3 separate regions of the Sus scrofa genome follow, and all the other regions are linked to region 2. Evidence: chromatin contacts called from public Hi-C and promoter capture Hi-C data. All regions are on one chromosome and are shown on one strand. The core of a region is the stretch at or near the end of the contact, and the rest is flanking DNA. Distances in the headings are between cores, read along the strand shown. Region 1 holds the start of ADA2 (cat eye syndrome chromosome region, candidate 1). Region 2 holds the start of PEX26 (peroxisome assembly protein 26). Region 3 holds the start of CECR6 (cat eye syndrome critical region protein 6).

The links. Promoter capture Hi-C pulls out the DNA fragments that hold promoters and counts their contacts. A called contact is a pair of places that touch in the nucleus more often than the background predicts.
Region 1: a contact with region 2 is called in a promoter capture Hi-C map of liver, with 3 times the contacts expected there. A contact is called at or near these places in 2 of 5 promoter capture datasets (fetal liver and liver) and 1 of 2 datasets of targeted methods (alveolar macrophages).
Region 3: a contact with region 2 is called in a Hi-C map of epiblast stem cells, with 2.0 times the contacts expected there. A contact is called at or near these places in 1 of 47 Hi-C or Micro-C datasets (epiblast stem cells) and 1 of 2 datasets of targeted methods (alveolar macrophages).

The regions. Positions count from the first base shown.
Region 1 is chr5:69,551,464-69,556,087 of Sscrofa11.1, forward strand. ADA2 (cat eye syndrome chromosome region, candidate 1) reads right to left here and starts at 3,177. Exons shown (of 12, transcript NM_214016.2): 1 at 3,170-3,177. LOC110260759 (a long non-coding RNA gene) reads left to right here and starts at 1,733. Exons shown (of 3, transcript XR_002344148.1): 1 at 1,733-1,964; 2 at 2,999-3,104.
Region 2 is chr5:70,130,803-70,135,091 of Sscrofa11.1, forward strand. PEX26 (peroxisome assembly protein 26) reads left to right here and starts at 2,222. Exons shown (of 5, transcript XM_003126596.4): 1 at 2,222-3,048; 2 at 4,126-4,266. The coding sequence starts at 2,834. MICAL3 (F-actin-methionine sulfoxide oxidase MICAL3) reads right to left here and starts at 2,167. Exons shown (of 40, transcript XM_021092508.1): 1 at 1,975-2,167.
Region 3 is chr5:69,486,925-69,491,613 of Sscrofa11.1, forward strand. It overlaps CECR6 (cat eye syndrome critical region protein 6), which reads right to left and starts at 1,565. Exons shown (of 1, transcript XM_021092985.1): 1 at 1-1,565. The coding sequence starts at 1,553. The coding sequence ends at 3.

The sequences.
Region 1 (4,624 bases), core at 1,927-4,426, 580 kb before region 2:
GAAAAAAAAAAAGGAACTAAATAGTACAATAAATTGTCCCAGAACAGAAGAGCTGCCCTCCTTTATTCAGACTTGCTGAGTACCCAGCACAGTCAGTCATTCAAACACCATGTTCTTGATATTTCAGAGCTTTAGCAGTAAGATTCCAGAAGCTTAGGGAGAGCAGCCTGCCCAGCTAGCCCGTGGGCAGGGATCTGAGAGGAGGAGGAAGGACTTGCCCTGGCTGGGTCTGTGTGCAGCCCCACCGGGGACCATGTGAGTCACACTTGGGCAAAGTTTCTGCACAGTTGAGAGTAGGAGACTTTCCACTGAAATCATCGAGACTCCAGGCACAGCCCCAAATCACCACATCTCTTTGAGATTTTAGGCCTGCGGGTCTGTTCCCTCACCTGCAACAAGGGTAAATTGGACTTAACAGTAGTTCTTGACCCATGTGTCCTCAAGATTCAGATGGAATAAAAAAACTTAAAGCAGGAGTTCCCGTCATGGCGCAGTGGTTAACGAATCCGACTAGGGACCATGAGGTTGCGGGTTCGGTCCCTGCCCTTGCTCAGTGGGTTAAGGATCCGGCGTTGCCGTGAGCTGTGGTGTAGGTTGCAGATGCGGCTCGGATCCAGCGTTGCTGTGTCTCTGGCGTAGGCTGGTGACTACAGCTCCGATTCGACCCCTAGCCCGGGAACCTCCATATGCCGTGGGAGCGGCCCAAAGAAATAGCAAAAAGACAAAAAAAAAAAAAAACTTAAAGCAGGAGTTCCCATCGTGGCTCAGCAGAAACAAATCTGACTGGTATCCATGAGGATGCAGGTTCGATCCCTGACCTTGCTCAGTGGGTTAAGGATCCAACTTTGCCGTGAGCTGTGGTGTTGATCGCAGATACAGGTTGGATCTGGCATTGCTGTGGCTGTGGTGTAGGCCAGTGGCTACAGCTCTGATTCAACCCCTAGCCTGGGACCGTCCATATGCCATGGGTGTGGCCCTACACACACACACACACACACACACACACACACACACACACACACACACCTTAAAGCAAGTTAATGTGAAGAAACATATTAAGTAAAGAGAGGTGCAGGTTATAACAGAAATGGCAAGTCTGGGCAGAGCCTCGTTGCCTGCCCGCTTGTATCTCTCACAAGCGTCCTATCTTAACAGATCTATTTCTTGCCTATCAAAAAATAAAAATAAAAAAAGGAGTCCCATCATGGTTCAGGGGAAATGCATCTGATTAGCATCCTTGAGGATGCAGCTTCCATCCCTGGCCTTGCTCAGTGGATTAAAGGATCTGGCATTGCCGTAAACTGTGGTGTAGGTCTCAGATGTGGCTTGGATCCTGAGTTGCCATGGCTCTGGTATAGGCCAGCAGCTATAGCTTTGATTCAGCCCGTAGCCTGGGAACCTCAACGTGCCGTGGGTGTGGCCCTAAAAAGACAAAAAAAAAAAAAAAAAGGAAAGAAAGAAAGAAAGAAATGGCAAGTCTGATCATCACTGGGACATGTTATATCCAGGATTCTTTCCAGGGGTAGCTTTCAATGATTCAGTATGTTTATGCAGTTACAGCAGATACTCCACGGGGAAATTTTTTTTGGGGGAGGAGCGCACCCGAGGCATATGGAAGTTCCCAGGCTAGGGGTAGAATTGGAGCTACAGCTGTCAGGCTAGGCCACAGCCACAACAGCAACGCAGGATCAGAGCTGAGTCTGTGACCTATACCACAGCTCACGGCATTGCTGGATCCTTAACCCTCTGAGCGAGGCCAGGGATCAAACCAGCAACCTCTTGGTTACTAGTCGGATTCGTTTCCATTGCACCACAATGGAAACTCCCAAGGGGGAATTTCAAGAGGGAGCCAGAAGACCAGGTGACTGCTGGCTAGGAGGACAGCTGGCAGAGCTGTGCACCGAATCCCAGAGCTGGCCTTGGCAGTCCCTGCACCTTCATCAGGTCCTGGAATCTGTCCTTGGGTGAGTGTTTGTCTCCAGGAGGGAAGGACAGTGATGTCCCCACTCCTGAGCCACCCCCACCACATCCTCCACCAAGGGCCCCGCTCTTCCCCTCTCCCCAGTGACATATAGCAGGGCCACCAGCCCCCAAACCTCCCACTCTGTCCTCTCCAAGGATCCCAGAGCTTCTGTGTGGCCAGCACCCTGGGCCTCCTGGTAGCCTCTCAGACAGAAGTGTCCTCCCTCCCAGGAAAGAACTCCCTGTCCCCACTCCAGCTGTGCTCACTTCATCTCTCTCTCCATGGTCCCACTCTTTTGCTTTTAAAGGAAGGTCCAGTTCTAATATATGTACAACTGGGTCACTTTGCTGTACAGCAGAAATTGATACAACATTGTAAATTAACTATAATAAAAAAAAAATTAGGCGTTCCCATTGCAGCTCAGCGGTAATAAACCCGACTCTAGTAGCCAGGAAGATGCAGGTTTAATCTCTGGCCTCACTCAGTGGGTTAGGGATCTACAAGCTTAGGTGTAGGTTGCAGATGCGCCTCAGATCTGGTGTTGCTGTAGCTGTGGTGTAGGCTGGGAACTTCAGTCGCATTAGACCCCTAGGCTGGGAAATACTGTATGCCATGGGTGTGGTCCTAAAAAACAAGAAAGAAAGAAAGAAAGAAAGAGAGAGAGAGAGAGAGAGAGAAAGGAGGGAGGGAGGGAGGGAGGAAGGGAAGGAAGGAAGGAAGGAGGAAGGAAGGAAGGAAGGAGAGAGAGAAAGAAAGAAGGAAGGAAGGAAGGAAGAAAAAGAAAGAAAGAAAGAGAGAGAGGGAGAGAGAGAGAGAGAAAGAAAGAAAGAAAGAGAGAAAGAAAGAAAGAAAGAGAAAAAGAAAGAAAGGGAGAGTATTAAAACGCTACAAAATTCCCTGGTGGCTCAGTGGGTTAAGAACCCGGCATTGTCACTGTTGTGGTGTGGGTTTGATCCCTAGCCTGGGAATTTCCACACAGCGCAGACATAGCCAATCACATTAAAAAAACACTCTATGAAAATATTTTGTTTTCAGACAAGGAAGAGAGGAACTTGCATGTCCACAAGCCTGGTCCCCGCCCTGGGCCATAGCCGGTAATGCATTGAGCAGCCCTGCTCCTGGCACCCCTGGAAGCCCCCAGGTGAGCAACCAGCACCCCCAGCCACCCATTCAGGCCCGATCCCCCACCCAGGGGACCCCAGTTACCTCGGAGCAGCTCCAGAGCCCGAGAGACTGTGGCCACCTCAGAAATTGAGGCTCAGGCTCGGTTCACTTCCCCAGGGTGGTTTCACTTCCCTACTGCCCCAGCCCCGTCTCCGCCCAGGGCCCAGGAGGGCGGGAGTTGGGTGGGGGGGGGTCCCAGTGCATGTGTGTCTATGCGTGTGAGAGCCTCTTCCTGGAGCTGTACCTGGGGTGCTTGGCGGGTTAGACACAGTGTGTGCCTCCATGTGCGTGTACGTCATGCTTAACTGGCAGGTGCCGTGGCTGTCACAGTGGATCCAGGACCAGTTCCACACCACACGAAGCGCAGGAGGCACTCTAGAACCTGCTCCGGAACTTTGTTTTTTCGTTTGTTTGTTTTTGTTTTGTCTTTTTGTCCTTTAGGTGTCCTATATGCTGCATCCGTGGCATATAAAGGTTCCGAGGCAAGGGATTGAATCACAGTGGTAGCCACCGGCCTACACCAGAGCCACAGCAACTTGGGATCTGAGCCGAGTCTTCAACCTACACCACAGCTCACAGCAATACCAGATCCTTAACCCACTGAGGCCAGGGATCCAACCTGCATCCTTATGGATGCTAGTCTGGTTCATTAACCACTGAGCCATGATGGGAACTTCCCCTGCTCGAGAACTTTGGGCAAGGCCTCCCTCCTCAAAATTGGAGGTGAATTGTGGGCCAACCCACTGGATAGAAGGTAAAAAAGTTGATGCAGGAGTTCCCTGGTGGCACAGCGGGTTAAGGACCCAGTGTTGTCATTGTTATGGTGTGGGTTTGATTCCTGGTTCAGGACCTTCTGCTTGCTGCTGGGCGGGTGTGGCCAAAAAGAAAAAAAGATACAATAGAAAGTAGGTGCTTTAAGGGGAATCAGGGGTGTGGGGGGAGGGTGGGAAGCCTAGGGGCTGTGGGGAGAACAAGGGCAGGAAGGTGGGCAGGGAAACCACTCCAGGGGGGTGGGGAGGGGACACAGCATGTGACCAGAGGCTGCGGTCAGGCCTAGCCATATCATCTACACTCTCCAGACTTCGTTTCCTGGGCCGGAGTGGAGATGGTAGAGCAGGGCTGTGCAGGGTGCCATGGGCTCAATGAGGAAGTCCTGCAAAGTGCCCGGTGCATGTAGCAAGTTCCAGAGATGCCTGCATTACTGCTGTTGGAAGTAACCACTGTGCCACATCCCCAGGCCAACACAGAAGACACCACAGGAGACCGTATAGCGACCTCTGTGTCACAATCAACCCACATGCCTGCCCAGCACCCCTCCCAGCCCAGCCCCGCCCCCTCCAGTGCCTTCTGCCCCAAATCACCCACAAAGCCACTTCACAGCCCCTCATTGCTGAAACCTCTGGGCCCCTTGCCATCACCCAAAAAAGTAGAAAGGTCATCACTTACTAGGCAAGAATTCAAAAATGAAAATGTACAGAAATAGGAACTCCCTCAAAA
Region 2 (4,289 bases), core at 972-3,471:
ACCACATGTTCAAAGTAGGTGAGCAAATCCACAACCTCAGGACCCTGCTCAGGCAAGACACACTGTACCTGGCAAACAGAAAGAACAGCAAGTCCCACAGCTTGGGCTAGGGAATGGCTATTGCGTGGGTTTCGTGTCTCATTTACTCCACTAATTTTCCCAAAATGAAAGGATTCCAACAATACAAATCTTGACACAGGTCAGGGCTTTCAGATTGGAAAGAACTGCCTTGTTCCCACTTCTCTCTCTCTCTTTTTTTTTTTGTGGCTGCACCAGAGGCATATGAAAGTTCCCAAGCCAGGGATCGAATTCGAGCCAGAGCTGCAACCTGCACCACAGCTGTGACCTGCACCACAGCTGCAGCAATGCCAGATCCTTAACTCACGGCCCCGGGGCTGGCGATGGAACCCCAATCTCTGCAGCAGGAACTCCACCACCACTTATTTTATACCAGAGGGAGGGAAGGCTGTTTCATAGCTTGAGTCATGAGCCCTGAGACATTAAGACACTTGGTCACTGTCCCTCAGGTGGAATAAATTAGGACTGCTGTGTCTTAGCTTGAGATGGTCTGGCTTCATTAGATGGTCTGGCTCCATTATGTCAGCACTGTTACTCGGGAATCAGCTGGTGGGCATAAGAGTGCTAAGGGGTAGTGGTGACAGAGAGACCACTGCGTAGGCCCAGGTAGTCAGAGATTGGGCGAAACACAGAAATAGAAAAATCCTATTTTCATATTTTTTTTTTTTTTTTTTTTTTTTTGCAAACTCCCACTTCTTTAAATATCTTGACCTCATTCTAGGGATCACAGCACTGCACGTACTGGCAGGCTTGCTTCTTTTAAGGCTGTGCTGCCATCTCCTGGAAAATCCTGGGCAGAGCAAGAACCTTCTCTAGGATTAAGGAAGGGGCCTTTTTCTGGCAGCAAAAGCTTGGAAGTGGTGCTCCTGGAGGCAGAGGCCTGGTCCTGCCAGTCTCAACTGGCCCAGGCCTGGTCAGGTCTGTATTCTGACGCTACTACTGCTTTTCTGATTTTTCAGGGGAGACTTATAAGCCAATTCTGAGAAACAGTTTTTTGTTTGTTTACAGTCCAGTAATTATGCTATTACTAATGATCTTCATTATTGGCTGTCAAATCTGAGGCAGAACAGATAAAACATTTTGATAAATTCAGCCTTGAACTAATTCACTTTCCAGAGTGGAGTTTGCTCTGTGGGAAGAATATTGCCTGGAGAGAAAGGGGGACTTAGGGTGGACATCAAGTATGTGTTGGTCCCAAGGGCAGTGATTTCACCAATGGAGGCTAGTTCTGAGCATGAAAAGCACATTTTCTCTCTGCTCTACTTCAACCCTGGATTTACTGCTAGAAAACAAAGTTAAACGTAGTCACTGTTGTCACATCCAAGTTCTCTTTAAGCATTTATCACCATCTGACATACCACTGTATTTATTTTTAATTTTGCTCCCCTCTTTCACTATGATGGAAGCTCCACAAAGGAGGACATTTTTGTCTCCTTCGTTCATGTGGGATCCTCAGTGTTTAGAACAAGGCTGGCACTTAGTAGGTGTTAAATATCCACGGAAAAAGTGAAGTCCTGGCTTTATCACCTTATGCCATTATGGGGTCCACACTTCTCATCCCCAGAGTCTGATGGATTTTGTGCTTCTGCCTCAGCTTTCCAGGAGGACTTTTTGCAGAGGGTGGAAGGCCCTGGCTGGTGACCATGGAAGGGGATGCTGAGGCAGGCAGGTGCTGACCCTGTGCCTGGCCTGTCCGATTTAATCACAAGGGCAACGTTTTGGAGAGAGTGCAAATGGTAGGGAACTGGGAGGAACTGAAGCTCAGGGCTTAGCACAAACCTAGGAGGCTCTTCAAAGCCTGAGTGAAGCACAGAATATAATAATAAATGTAACTTCTGTATCTGTGTAAAATTACTTAATAATTACTATTAAAGCCAGGACGTATTGAATACTTACTCTGACTCAGTCCTTTACTGTAAACTGCATTACACACTGTACGGCTTTTTCACGGAATATCTATCTGGCATAAGACACGGAGGCTCAGTGTGGATCCCTGGACACAAGCGGACACAGCCCATCCGGCAGAGCGCGGTGGCCAAGCTCCTGCCCTTGGCTGGCTGTGTTTTTGCCACCTGCCAGTTGTGGGACCGGCAGCAAAACAAAAGAAGGAAGGACTGACGGGTGCTGGGCGGGGCCCGGGAGGAGGCGGTTCACAGACGCCCTCTCCTGCTCGCCGCCGGAGCCGTGTCCCTACAGAATCCAGGAGCTAGAGAAGCCGGAGGCCAGAGCCTCGGCCCGCAACAAGTACCCACCTCACCTCCCACAGCCCGCGGCTTGGGTCGGCTGGCTTCCTCCGACTGTGACGGCTTCTGGGGCGCCGTATGCCGGGGCTTGTAGTCCGAAGCCCCCCATCTGCGCCCCGGAGCGGGGCCGCTCCAGGAGCAAGACTACAACTCCCAGAGTGTCCCGCGCCGCCGGGCGCCGCTCTGCGCGCGCAGCGAAGCTGTCGGCGCCCACGTTCCCGCGCCGCTGGCGGCGGCTCAGCCCCTGGAGAGGGTCGGGGCAGACTCCTTCCCGGGCTCGGGGGTTCCAGTCCTTGTCGTGAGGCTGCGTCTCCAGGGACGCAGTGCTCTGCATATCCGAGGGTGCCAGGCTGTCCCTCGCTGGAGCCGCAGACAAGCCCAGCCGCGCCAATCTTTCCTTTACGGGCTGCGGCCTCGGGCGGTTCGTGGGCCAGGCTGTGAGGACCCTCTCTTCTCCCAGGCCGCACCGGACACCCTGCAGCCCCCAGAGGGCGGTCGCCCGGCGCCCGCCTATGAGGAGTGACCCCGCGACCTCTGCAGCCCCCCTGAGGGGGCTTGGGGGCCCCCTGCGGAGCAGCGAGCCGGTGCGCTCCTCCCCGGCCCCATCGGCAGCCGCACTTCTGCTGGAGGAGGCGGCCGACTTGCTGGTGGTGCACCTGGACTTTGCCGCGGCGCTCCGCACCTGCGAACGCGCGTGGCAGGGCCTGGCGGAGGAGCCCGCGGGCGCGTACGTGCTGGGCTCGGCTCCCTTCGGGTGACGGTGGGAGGGGCACCAGTCCCCAGGACTCTTGCCCTCCGATTGTTGGCGGAAGTCTTACTCCTTGCTTTCCTCAGGGGTGCCTGACCTTGTGCCCATTTTCTGAGGAGAAAGGGGAGGCACTGCCCGTTGAGGAGGAAGCAGTTGAGTCGTGTCACAGGGCTTAGTGGGAACCCACAGCCAATTCTTTCTCCCTGTTCCAGGGCAGAATGACATGAAGGGAAGACAGGATTGTATTGTTCAGTTGCTCCAGTAAGCAGGTGGTGGGAGGCTTGTCGAAGGTACACCCTCCACTGAGTTGTCCCCTTCTCACTTTGGCTGATGAGTGGGGATGGGGTTCAGGGCAGGAGTAGTGTTCCAGTTCTATTGAAGGGTCGGATCAAAGAATTAGAAACCTTGGTCTTGCGCTGCTTTTTCTAATGCTGCCGTCCTCTCTGGTAGTTGAAGGCATAATTTCTCTGTGGATTGTAAGGTTGGCTTAGGCCACACTAGGGAGGGGGTGGGTAGAGTAGTCAAAGCTGACCCCAGGGAGTAATGAATTGGGGAGCCCTGGCTGTGTGTTCAGGGGGTTGGTGAATAAATGCTGAAGGCTTTGATTTGGGTGCTTGGAGGTGCCTCTGTAGGTGGTGCTAGGAGGCCAGTAGTGGAGTTCCTGTGCCTGTACTGAGGCTATAACCTTTCAAATTCTTAGCTCCACCTCTCTTCCCACCCAAATATCTATGCTGTTTCTTGTCCTCTTCACCTAAGAAGTAAAGGAACCCTCCTGCTCATTAATCCACATTTCAACTGCATACAGAGCTGTGTGTTGGGCAGCTGCTGATTTGCTTCTAGATTTAGAGAAACTTTTAGCTCCTGGGAAAAGGGCAGTTTTCTCTTGTTTGGGGGCAGAAGACCACTTGTAATTGTGAGGTCCACTAGAACACCGGTGGGAGGGTAGAGGTGACGACTGCTGAATTTGGGAGCTGGTGAAGAAGAGTCCCAAGGTGGAGGTGGCAATGGCAATGCAGGGAAACCGCTTCTAAACTTGAATTGGCTTTTCCCTGACAGCTCCTTGGAGGTGAAATGCTCTCTCTGTGTTGTGGGAATCCAGGCCCTGGCGGAGATGGATCGGTGGCGGGAAGTCCTGTCTTGGGTTCTTCAGTATTACCAGATTCCTGAGAAGCTGCCCCCCAAAGTCCTGGAGTTGTGGTAGGTCCTTAGGTCCTTACCGC
Region 3 (4,689 bases), core at 315-2,814, 640 kb before region 2:
CCTCAATTCTGGGATGCCACAGCCAGGGTGTTGACATAGCCGTGGGCGCCCCCCTCATCCTCTGAGATGCAGTGGGCCAGCTGGGGGCCTCCGGTCGTGGTAGGGGCAGAGGGTGGAGCACCATAGCCCGCCCGGGCCCGATTTGGGGACGCTGGGGTCCCCCGGTCCCAACAGCCCTCCAAGGCTTCCAGGCCGCGGCAGCCCAGGAAGAAGAGGTTCTTGAGCATGAAGACGGAGAGCGGCTGCTGGTAGCTCACGGCCAGCAGGCAGCGCAGCGCCAGCAAGGGCACGTCCACCAGGCAGCCGCCCAGCAGGCGCAGCAGGCGGCTGCAGCTGCCGGGCCGCGAGGCCCGGCCCCGAGGCGAGGCGGCTGCTGCGGCGTGGAGCTCGTAGAGCCAGAGCACCGGCGAGGCGAGCGCGAGGAAGTAGACGGCGATGAGCAGATAGCGCAGGTGCGCGGGCAGCGGCGCACGACCGTCCAGCATCAGCTCCACCAGGGCGAAGCTGTCCAGCAGGTCCAGGCACGTGCCCAGAAAGCAGCCGGCGGCGCGGTGCTGCTGGGGCTGCAGAAGCAGGGGGCCCGCGGAGCCAGGGGCGGCGCCCGCCTCGCCGATGGCCCGCACCAGGCTGTAGAGTAGCGGCGCCGACAGAGCCATGGTGAGGCGAAAGCCCGTGGTGCCGAAGGGCGCTCGCAGCTCGATGAGGTCCAGGATGGACGTGCCCAGGATGAGCACCACCTTGGGCGTGAAGGCGATGGAGTAGATGAGCCAGGCCAGGTAGGCGAAGGCGAACTCACCGGCCGCCCCCGCCGTCCCCGCGGGCCCCGGGCCGCCAGCGCCCCCGCGGCCGCCGCGCACCTTGGCGCCCGCAGCCCCAGCAGCGGCAGCGGCAGCAGGGGCGGCGGGCAGGTGCAGGGGCGCGACGTGCGGGTGGTGCGGGTGGTGGGCGTGTGGGCTGCCCCGACGGCCCCGGCTGTTCTTGGCGAAGAAAATGGCCCAGCCCGCCGCCACTACCAGATCGGTAGCGACCCAGGAGCACCAGTACAGGTCGGTGACGGCGATGAGGTACACGTCCAGCAGGCCGCCCTGCGCCAGAAGCAGCGCCACGGACAGAGCCTGGTAGCCCCAGCGGCAGCCAGGGCCAAGGGTGCAGCCGCGGTTCCCGCCCCCGCGGCCCTGCCGGGACGGGCGGCCGCAGCAGCCACAGCACGAACGACAGGAGGGGCCGGGGCCGGGACCGCCCGCGCCCCCGACGGCCCCGGCCACCACGCCCGCGCCCAGGTCGGCGGCGGTCATGCTGCACGGGGAGGTGGGCGTGGAAGCGGCGGAGGCGGCGGGGGTCCCCGGGGTCCCGGCGGGCACCAGTGGCCTGCTGATGCTGGCGCTCTCGTCGTCGTCCTCCCGCTCGGCGCCCGCGCTGCTGCCGGAGCCGCCGCCAGTGCCGCTGCTGGTGCTGCTGCTGCTGCTGCCCGAGCCGCTCCGGCCTCGAAGAAACGGGGGCTGCAGCCGGGCGGGGGGCGGGGCCGCGCGGGGGGCGCCGAGCGCGGGGCGCATTGTCCTCGGCTCCCTCCCGCCTCCCCGGCCGGAGCCGCGCGCCGCGAGCCGAGCTCCGTGGCCGGGTGCGCGCGGGCTGCCGCCGACGCGCGGTGACGGTGGCGGTGACGGCGCGTGAGGCGGCCCCGCCAGAGCTGGGGGCGGGGCGGGGAAACGAGGATTGGATTCAGGGCCGGGAGGGGGAAAGCCTGGCCACCGGGTCGCGGGAAGAAGGGGAGCGGGTGCCGAGGCGAGGAGTTGGGGCAGGAAGGAGGACTCAGCGGGCAGAACCAGGAGGGACGCCGGGCGGGGCGGAATGGGAGGTGGTCGGCGAGGTCCCACTCGCTGAACCCCTGGGGCGTTAGGGGACCGGATGGCCTTGGTCTCTGTAGTCTCTATATAGACTGTGCCTCCGGAGGACCAGGCGGGAACCTCTGCAGGCACCCCTGGGCCAATCCGGCCTCTCTCCAAGGCTCTTAAAAACCAAGGGAAGAATCAGGCGATACTGATTACAAGGACAAAGAACAGGAGCCCCAAACATGCAGCTCTATTCCGGGGCCACCCTGGGTGAGGTACCAGTTTCCAGCGAATGGAGCAGCTCTGTGAATGTAAATGCGCTTGGAAGTAAGGAGCAGTAAAAGGATGGTAGGAGTTGACCCTGCCAAGTGGGCTTCAGTATTCTCTGAAGTTCTTAAAGCTGGAGTGGCAACAACAGTAACATGTAGCTAGCAGAGGAAAATAAAGGGACACCTAGAGGAACGGCGCCCTGATAGAACAAAGCCCCAAGGCAGTGGCAGGGAAGGCTGCAGCCCCGCGGTGGGCAGAAACACAGCATCCTGCATCTACAAACTCAGGGCCCATCCTGCCTCACCCTCTGAACTTAGTCCATGTTGGGGCTGGAACAGGGAAGCAGCTCAAGAAGGCAGCAGGTGGAGTTGTGCCTGTAGGGGTTTAGGGAGCAGGTGGGGTGCCTGTGTAACACTAACACTCCAGCCCATCAAAGCAGGGCAGGAAGCTCTCCTGCCCCTTCTTGGTCCTCCACATACCTGAGGCTGCCTCTCGCCTGCCTTCATTTCACCCCCTTTCCACATAACACCTCACAGGGAGGGAGGGGACTCAGGGGGACAATGGAGGCTGGTTGCCTGGCCTTGACCCTAAATCTGCTTCTCGAACAGGGTCAGTTTGAGCTGCATGGCTTTCTCCAGTCTCTTGGAGGTCTGTACAGTTAGTCCTCAGTAGATGTGGGGTTTAGCACTCACAGCCTACCCCTGGCACACACAAGCTCTGTGTCCAGTGGTCACACAGGCAGAGCAGGTGTGGCGGGAGAGCTGGGCTCTGGGGCGGTGGTCTCAGCTCCACCACTTTACCTGTGTGACCTTGGACCAGCTATTTCACTTCTCTGAGCCTCGGATTATCCAGCTGTACAAAGGGACCAATGTCTACGTTCCCAGGCTGTTGTATTAGAGAGGTTGTTACAAAAAGAGAGAGGGAGGCTGCAAGTTTGGAGGGTTGGCCCAGTGCCTGGTGCAGAGCATGTTACAGGTGGCTGCTGTTATCATCACAATTCCATTCAGCATCTGTCTCCACCTCCCAGGAACATTACTCACAGCACAGGCCACCAATGACTGTTTTCTGGGCTGAATCCCTTCCTGAGGCCACATTCCTAGCTCCGCTCCCTGACGGCTTTGCACTTCAGTAGGTGCCAGGGAGCAGAGCAGCTCTCGTTACTGGTCACAGGCTTCACAGTATGAGAGATTCAGCCCTGCCAGCTGGTGCCAAGACCCACCACACGGGCAAGGTGGGCAGTAAAGAGCACCAGCAGCCTGTCCTGTGTGAGCATCACATCAGGGCAGGTGTCAGGGCAGAGCAGCTCCTGGTTACAACTCAGATTGAGGAGCTGCCAGGTGCTCATGGGGGTGATTACAGCCAGGCTCCCCCATCTCCCCCAGGAAAACACCAGCCAGCAGCTAACCTCCAGCTCAGGAAGCAGCTGAAGAAGGCAAAGAACGGGGCTTCTGAGGGAACAGTGGCAACTCTGCCCCTGACCCTCCCACCCTCCCCCAGCCAGGCTCCCAGCTCCCTCCTCTCACCCCGCAGGCCAGGTCTCACCCACAGCTGCCTTCAGAGGACAGGCCTCCTCCCTGGTAACTTGGGTGCTAATAGCCCTTTGACTTAATCCGTGCCTCTCTAGGAAATGGACTTCACTGGCTCAGAGTAGCTTCTGTATGAGTTTTTTTTTTTTTTTTTTTTTTTTTTTTTTTTTTGGCTTTTTCCTTTTTAGTTGCACTCACAGCATATGGAGGTTCCCAGGCTAGGGGTCTAATTGGAGCTGTAGCTGCCAGCCTACACCACAGCCACAGCAACGCAGGATCCAACCATGTCTGTGACCTACATCACAGTTCACTGCAATGCCAGAACCTTAACCCACTGAGTGAAGCCGGGGATCGAACCCACATCCTCATGGATCCTAGTTGGATTCGTTAACCGCTGAGCCATGAAGGGAACTCCTATGTAAGATTCTTTAACCCAATTTCTTTCAAGTCTGAGGCCCTGAATAAAAAGACCACAGAGGAGTTCCCTGATGGCTCAGCAGGTTAAGAATCCAGTGTTGTCACTGCTGTGGCTCAGGTCACTGCTGTTGCAGGTTCCATCCCTGGCCGGGAACTTCCACATGCCATGGGCACGGCTGAAAAAAAAGACCACAGATCATAAGGATAAGCGGTCAAGGCACATGGCAGAGTACACAGGTGGTCCAAGTGTCAGAGGGAACTACACTTTGCACTGGGTTATGTCTGATCTTCTGTGTGCACGCACGCACGCACATACACATGCGCGCGCGTGTGTGCGCGCACACGCACAAATGCACACAGGCACCACACAGAGCCTTCACTTCAGCCTGGAAAGGGCTCGACAAAGATGTGACTGGGATGAAAAGAAGTAAGTTGAAAAGAATTTCTCATTTATAAAGTGAGTAGAAACATACCACAGGGATCTGTAAAAGGGAAGACACAGGATCTGTGCTCACACCTTATATATGATACCCGGACACAGAGGCAGAAACAGCTTGCTCTCGGCCACGCAGCCAGTCAAGGGCAGAATTGGGGTTAGAGCCAGACCACCTCCCAGCCCAGTGTTCTGACCAGCCTAGGGTGGCGCC